Linked DNA regions of Sus scrofa: region 2 is linked to region 1. Evidence: chromatin contacts called from public Hi-C data. All regions are on one chromosome and are shown on one strand. Each heading gives the region's core, a stretch centred on a gene start, on an enhancer-like site or on the middle of the called end of the contact. The rest is flanking DNA. Distances are from core to core; before and after follow the strand shown. Region 1 holds the start of ETFBKMT (electron transfer flavoprotein beta subunit lysine methyltransferase). Region 2 holds the start of IPO8 (importin-8).

Region 1 (3,500 bases), core at 42-2,541:
AATCATAAAGTGAAACTAAGGCAATAGCAAGAGAGATGGAAAGAAGCAGATCAATTTAAAAACTATCAGTGGGATAGAATACAGAAGCTAGTTAAAAACAACACTTCTCTCTTTTTTTTAACAGCCATACCTGCAGCATATGGAAGTTCCCAGCCAGGAGTAAATTGAAGCTGCAGCTGCATCCCTGTGCCCCACACTGTAACACCCCACCTCAGCGATGTATGCTACCTACACTGCAGCTTGTAACAACGCAGGATCCTTAACCTACTGAGCCAGCCATGGAACCTCCATCCTCATGGATACTACTCTGGTTCTTAACCTGCTGAGCCACAATGGAAACTCAAAAAACAACATTTCTTAGGCAAACTAATCTTTAATGTCTGTTAAGAATTATTAACAGGGAGTTCCCATCGTGGTGCAGTGGAAACAAATCCCACTAGGAACCATGGTTTGATCCCTGGCCTCGCTCAGTGGGTTAAGGATCTGGCGCTTCGGTGAGCTGTGATGTAGGTCCTAGAAGCTGCTCAGATCCTGTGTTGCTGTGACTCTGGTGTAGGCCGGAGCTGTAGCTCTCACTGGACTCCTAGCCTGGGAACCTCCAAATGCCAAGGGTGCAGCCCTAAAAAGCAAAAAAATAAAAAATAAAGAATTATTAACAGCAAGAGAATCAGAGAGTACTATCGAAATAAACTGTAATTAAGAAAATTAAAAAGATTGTGCATGCATGAAATTATAACAGGGAGGACATTATGATTTAATCACAGTTGAGCATAAGCGTCATTATTATTATTATTATTGTCTTTTTGCGTTTTCTTGAGGCGCTCCCGCGGCATATGGAGGTTCCCAGGCTAGGGGTCTAATCAGAGCTGCAGCCACTGGCCTAAGCCACAGCCACAGCAACGCAGGATCTGAGCCGCATCTGCCACCCACACTACAGCTCACGGCAACACCAGATCCTTAACCCACTGAGCAAGGCCAGGGATCGAACCCTCAATCTCATGGTTCCTAGTTGGATTGGTTAACCACTGAGCCACGACGGGAACTCCAAAAGTAAGCGTCATTATTAAAGGTTTATTAAAGGTCTATTTTGCTCACCATTCTATGCCCAGTGTTTAGGAGTGTGACTGGCATGAAGCAGATGCTCCAGGGCTTCAAAGTGGATCTTCAAGAAATCAGTATTTGTAGCTCCCCTATTTCCCAAGGGAGGTCTGAAAGCCCGGTGGTTTCGAACTTCCTGTCCCTTTAAGAAGGGCAGGCGAAAGGAGAAAAGGCGCTGCCGGGAAGGAGGGCGGAGCCTGGGCTGGGCTGGGCTGGGCTGGGCGCCGGCTTGGCTGAGGAAGCTGGACCCCGCTTGCAGTCATAAAGAAGGTGCAAAAAGACGGGCAGAGGAGAGTGACAGACGTGCCCAGTGCTTAGCTTCCTGAGGCGGTGTTAGCACAGCCGGGTAAGGAGAGGAGAACTGTGCCTGCCCCTTTAAGGTTGACTCTCTCCTTGGAGGGAAATCACGTGCTAATACTTTTGGACCCGTCTTTTTAACCCGTCTTCTTTCCTTAGCAATCATTCCACGTACCAAGTGTCCAGCACATAATCACATATTCATAAGGGGTGCTGTTTCATTGGTGCTGGCTTGGGAGGGAGCGACATCGGTCTGGATGAAATGGTGTCCACAATCTCCTATTTGATTTCTTTTTAAACCTTGGACTTTTGGGATTCAAGGGCTGACCCGGTCGGTCCTCACAGGATTAGTCCAATGAGGTCAGCCTAGACCCTGGGATTCCAAAAGCATAAACGTGGGCTAATTTTATTAATACCCACTGGAGGTCCATCCTGAGTTCACAAACTGGTCTGAGAGGCATTGTGGCCCGCCTGTGTCTTGATATTTTAATTAGTTGCCAGTTTATGTGCCAGTTTAAGTGAGAGTTTATGTGTAAATATCTGGATTATCTTGAGCGATTGGGAGATCAGCCCAGGAGTCCCTGGCTGGCAGCAGTTTGCGGCCCTTTTGGACTGTTTTGAAACAGTTTACAGTTTGCCACAGCCCCTCTGTTATCTAACAACAGCCTGGATCATACATCTATCACCAGCCCAGCCCTGGTAGGCATTTAAGCTTGGGGCCCCTACTCTAAATACTTGGGTGGATATAAGACTTTAAAATATTTACGCAGATTAGATCAGAGGTCTCAAACAACTGGGTGTATAATTTCTGTTTAAACTGCTCTTTCATTCCTGCTTATTCTTATCAAGGTGTCTTTTTATATTAAGTCCAGTTTTGGTAAAGATGACTCATCAGAGGTATTTACAGAAAGAGGTTTGGGAGCTGATATTCTTTTATTACAATTAAATCTAAAGGTTTTTTTTTTTTTTTTTTTTTTTTTTGCTTTTTAGAGCCACACCTAAGGCATGTGGAAGTTCCCAGGCTAGGGGTCAAATTGGAGCTTCAGTTGCCAGCCTATACCACAGCCACAGCAACTCAGGACCCGAGCCTCACCTGTGACCTACACCACAGCTCAGGGCAACGCTGGATCCTTAACCCACTGAGTGAGGCCAGGGAGCAAGCCTGCATGCTCATGGATCCTAGTCGGGTTCATTAACCATTGAGCCACGAAGCGAACTCCTCTATAGTTGTTTTTTTTTTTTTTTTTAATATTTTTTTTTTTAGGAAAAACCCTTGAATCTTTATTACATTGATGTTTTATGCTAGGACTATCTTTATTGTGCAGTCAGTATAATTTATCTCTACCCACAGTTAAAATTTGACAATCTGTACAACTTTTGGCTAGACTTCATAAAGGCAAGAACTATGTTTGCCCTGTTAATTGCTCTATTCCACCACTGGCATCTAAGCTTTCTGAAGAGAGGGACTTTTGTTTATTTTGTTCAAAGTTGCCAGGCAAAGTCCCTGCTTAAATGGAAGTGATTTATTAAATGTATGAAAGAACTTTAAAGGTATATCTTATTGTGTGTAACAGGCATGTTCCTGAGGATTCTCTCAAAAGCAAATGCTTGTATATTTGTTATTCTAAATTATTAAGAGGATTCTGTTGTGAAAAGGCATCTTTTAAAAGACTGGCTTTTCCTTGGAGTTCCCCTTGTGGCCCAACAGGTTAAGAGCCTGACTAGTATCCATGAGGATTCAGGGTCAGCGTCGTTCACAGAGTTAAGGATCTGGTGTTGCCATGAACTATGGTGTAGGCCCACAGCTGCAGCTCTGATTCAGTCCCTAACCTCACAACTTCTGTATGCCTCAGGGGCGGTCATAAAAAGAAAAATAAATAAATAAAAATAAAAGATTGGATTTTCCAAAATTAATATATGAGCACTTTCACCTAAAATGAACTTGTATTTGTGCATCATCTGATACAGAGCTACTACTATTTTCTTACTGTGTAATAGCATTTGGAAGTGTCAGTGAGCCTTGGGATTTTCAGTATTATTTATTTAGAGGTCCAGATATTCTAGTCGAGATCAGTTTGGCCGTCAGACCCTTGTTCTTTCCCCAC
Region 2 (3,684 bases), core at 1,059-3,558, 520 kb before region 1:
GGATGCTACAGTTGTGGTAAAGTATAAGCATACAAAGCCCGACCTTAAAATCATATTTTATTAAAAGATTATGTGACATTATACTTTGGTCATCTATTTAACAGAAAATTCAAAAAAAGCTTAAAAGCATGTTAATCCAAAGCATTATACAAAATATAATGCTAAATGAGTGACATAGCAATAAGCTACTTTTAGAAGCTGCAGAGGAAACTGCAGTCTGTGATGACTTGAGAGGATATTGTGCAGGGCAGGGTAGAGTAAGGTTGGAATGGATTTGCTATGAAAGAAAGGGTCCTAAATGTCTTTGCAGTTCTGAAGTTTTTCTCACCTACATTTTCCTCATCTGTAAAGTCAACTGCACTTATACACTGATGACTAAGAAACAAAGCAACAGTAGGCTAACAGAGGCAGGGAAATACAACATGATATCAAAGATATGATCCCCTATAGACACTGTAAAAATAACATCTGGCCTCACCATGAAGAGAAGAGGGTCACAAACAGGCCAACTGCCCTGTTCATACTAGCAGACTGCAAATTCAGCTCTTGCTTTGTCCCTCCTAACCAAAGCCTGGATTACTACTCTTCCAGCCAAGCAGTATATAGTACTTTTTCTCTGCAAAGCCTCGGACAGGTACTGTCTTTTAACTTTCCCCTATTGTAAGTGAGAGCCCTTTTCTTTTTGAAGTACCAAAACATTCCCTTTGGGGCTTCAGTTCAACTCAACCTTCTCTCCAGAGTCAGTGTTGTCACTCACTCTTTTAACACATGGAAATCCTAGATTCACACTTATTCCACTGGATTTCCCATTAAAATAACCCCTTTCAAAGGTTCACAGTTTAACCAGGGAAAACTTAACTCCCACAGAACATTTACTTGGGAAAGTCGTTGTTACACTTTAGGAAACACAGAATCACCTAGTTAGCTAATTAAAACACCAATCATTAGACCCCACTCCCAGAGTTTCTTTAAAGTCTAGAGTGAAGCCCCATAATTTGCACTTCCAACAAGTTCCCAAATGACACTGATGCTACTTATCCTGGGCAACACTTTGAGAACCACTAATTTAGGTATATTTCTTTACATTTTAAGGATTACTGCAACCTCAAACAGCTGTCACTCTATCCATTAACAGACCTTAATTCGTACTTTTTAGTGAGAAGGCTGTGATTTATTCCTACAGGTGAGGAGGAAAATATAAGCTAGTATGGAAATGTCGGTGCTATCACTCGAACTAAGGCTAGTTCATAAAGATAGAGGATGGAAGATAAAAGAAAGTCTTACACATTTTACCATTTATAAAAAATTCCTACAAATATTACTCGGCGTATCTTTTGTAAAGCAGTACCACCATGAAAAAACTCTTCCGGCAGCATTTCCCAGCGCTCCAACAAAACTGCCAATCAGTGTCTACACGGTCCTGCCAACCCCGCAGAAGCAGGCAATGGGCAGGGTTTGCCAGAGCAACACCTAAAAAGGGCTGGATCTGCAGAAAAACCGAACTCAGATTTGAATTTTAGGTGTATTTTCCCACCAAGTCAGCGAACTTAAGGAAAAGAAATCACACCCTGAAAACACTAGCAAAGCTTGCTAAAGCTTCTTTTTGCGAACCAAACGGGCTCAACAAACTGCACTAGGGAAGGAAAACGACAGGAAAGATGCAAAGGTGGCCAACAGGTGCGTGAGCCGCTGAGAAAAGATCCCAGGAGAGCGGCGCCACCGGACCCCGGAGCGGGGGCTGGGGCGGGGGTGGGACAGGCCGAGAGACGCGTCGGGGTCGGGGCCCGGGTGCTGGTGGAGATCCGGGGTGCGGAGAAGAGAGAGCCCCGAGAGCCAGCTCGGCGGCAGGGGGGCGCCGCAGGCCCGCTCCTCACCTGGTTGAGTTCATTCTCAGCTGCAATCCGCAGCTTCGGGTCGATGGTGCCCTTCAGCGCCTGGATGATCCGGTTGAGGTCCATCTCCCGGGCGGGGGCTCCGCGGCCCCCGGACCAGTAGGCCAGACAGCAGCTTTAGTTTTTCTTTTGACCCTCTCAGCCTCCTCCTCCGCGACCCCTGCACTACCTCACTCCCCAACCTCCGCCACCGTCGCCACCTGCAGCCACTTGCTGCGCCACTCTGACTCCGCGCCCCCTGTCCTCCCTTTCTACCCCCCACAACTCGCTCTCCATTCACCCTTTTACGACAGCCGGTGGGAGGCGGGAGAAGTAAGAAGAGGAAGCGGCGCCTCTTTTACGGCGGCCTCTTCCCCCGGGCGTGATGCTATATGGCTGCTCCTACTGGCGGCCACCATGCTCCTGTACGGAAAGTGGTCTCGGCTTCTTCCCCAGAGGAAAACGTCTCACCAGCTCCGGCAGGAGGCCGCCTTGCTGCCATACGGAAAACAGCCTCCCGCCTCTTCCCAGAGAGGGAAACGAGCTGGCTAGGTGTCTCTTACAGCTGCTTCCAAATTAAGCATGTATGGATGGAGCGGCACTTTTTGTTAGTCCGAGAACCGTTTGGGCATCATTACAACGGAGCCTCTTCCAGAGCAGACTTTTTGGGACCTTGAGATCATCTAGCCCACGGGAGGACGGACTTCCCTCGGTCTGTGGGAGCCATCATTAGTTCTTTCATTCACACACTCATTGACTGAACATTTTTAAACATGTATTTTTGAGCCCGCGTACTGAGATATTTAGGTACCACATTATAACAAAATGAATTCAATGCAGGTTACTATGAAGGAACTTAGGGTGTGATAGAAGACACAAAGGTAAACAAAAAATATACTTAAACAAAGTAACTGTGGAAATACAGAGATCAGAGGAACTGATATGCCTGAGAGTTTCCGAAATTTTTTCAAATCTTTTCAGAAAAACAGTTAAAGGCAAGAAAGGTTATACTGTTTCCACTGTGGACATATCTGGCCCCACAATTTCAATAGCATAAAAATATGAAAGAGCTAGTTGTTCCTGAGGTTAACCCAGAAAAAGAGAGTTCAGATTACATTTGTAAAGATGACTGTGGGCAAAATGCAATTAAAAGGGGTGTGATCGTTCCAGGAGCAGATAATCGGGAAGGACTGGTTCAGTTAACTGGGTTCAATGTAGAGTAGAAAATACGTGGCGGAAAACTTAGATGCCTGAAATCCCTCCTCTCTGCAGAAGCTGTAAATGGGACCACACCCTTCAGCTGGGTGCAAAAGTGCCTAGTTCTCTGGCTTCTCCAGTTTTGCCTGTTCTCTACATTTCCATCAGAGTAATGTTTCTTAACAGTCAATATTGTCATGTTCCTTACTTGATGATATCCTATCAATTTCCAGGTAAAATACAAACTCCTTAGCACTTCAAGTTATTATGAAACATAGTGCCTTTCATCCTCACACTATTTCCTTATCCCACTCTCTTGGACCTCAGGGATCTAAAACTCCTTGACCTCTGAAACCTTAACTCCAGTATCCTCTTTTCAATTTAGGACCCTTTTCTTCCATTTTTTCTCTCCCTCAATAATTCTATACTTGTTTTCCAACCCAGTCACTTTTCAGTCCTCCTAGCTTATCCAGTCCTGACCACATACACATCCTTCTCTGCTGTTCAACTCCCAATTTAACTTTTCATATCTACCCTTGACCCACTGTGCAAATTGACACTGTTACAAATTGACACTGTGTTCTTTTATCGGGCTCAACAATCCTATTTGTTTCCT

The links. A called contact is a pair of places that touch in the nucleus more often than the background predicts.
Region 2: a Hi-C map of liver shows a contact between it and region 1, with 4 times the contacts expected there. The contact joins the promoter of IPO8 here to the promoter of ETFBKMT in region 1. A contact is called at or near these places in 1 of 5 promoter capture datasets (liver) and 1 of 47 Hi-C or Micro-C datasets (liver).

Annotation. Positions count from the first base shown.
Region 1 is chr5:42,573,774-42,577,273 of Sscrofa11.1, reverse strand. ETFBKMT (electron transfer flavoprotein beta subunit lysine methyltransferase) reads left to right here and starts at 1,291. Exons shown (of 4, transcript XM_021092089.1): 1 at 1,291-1,444. LOC110260715 (a long non-coding RNA gene) reads right to left here and starts at 1,224. Exons shown (of 3, transcript XR_002344057.1): 1 at 1,096-1,224.
Region 2 is chr5:43,098,373-43,102,056 of Sscrofa11.1, reverse strand. IPO8 (importin-8) reads right to left here and starts at 2,308. Exons shown (of 25, transcript XM_003126400.5): 1 at 1,875-2,308. The coding sequence starts at 1,958.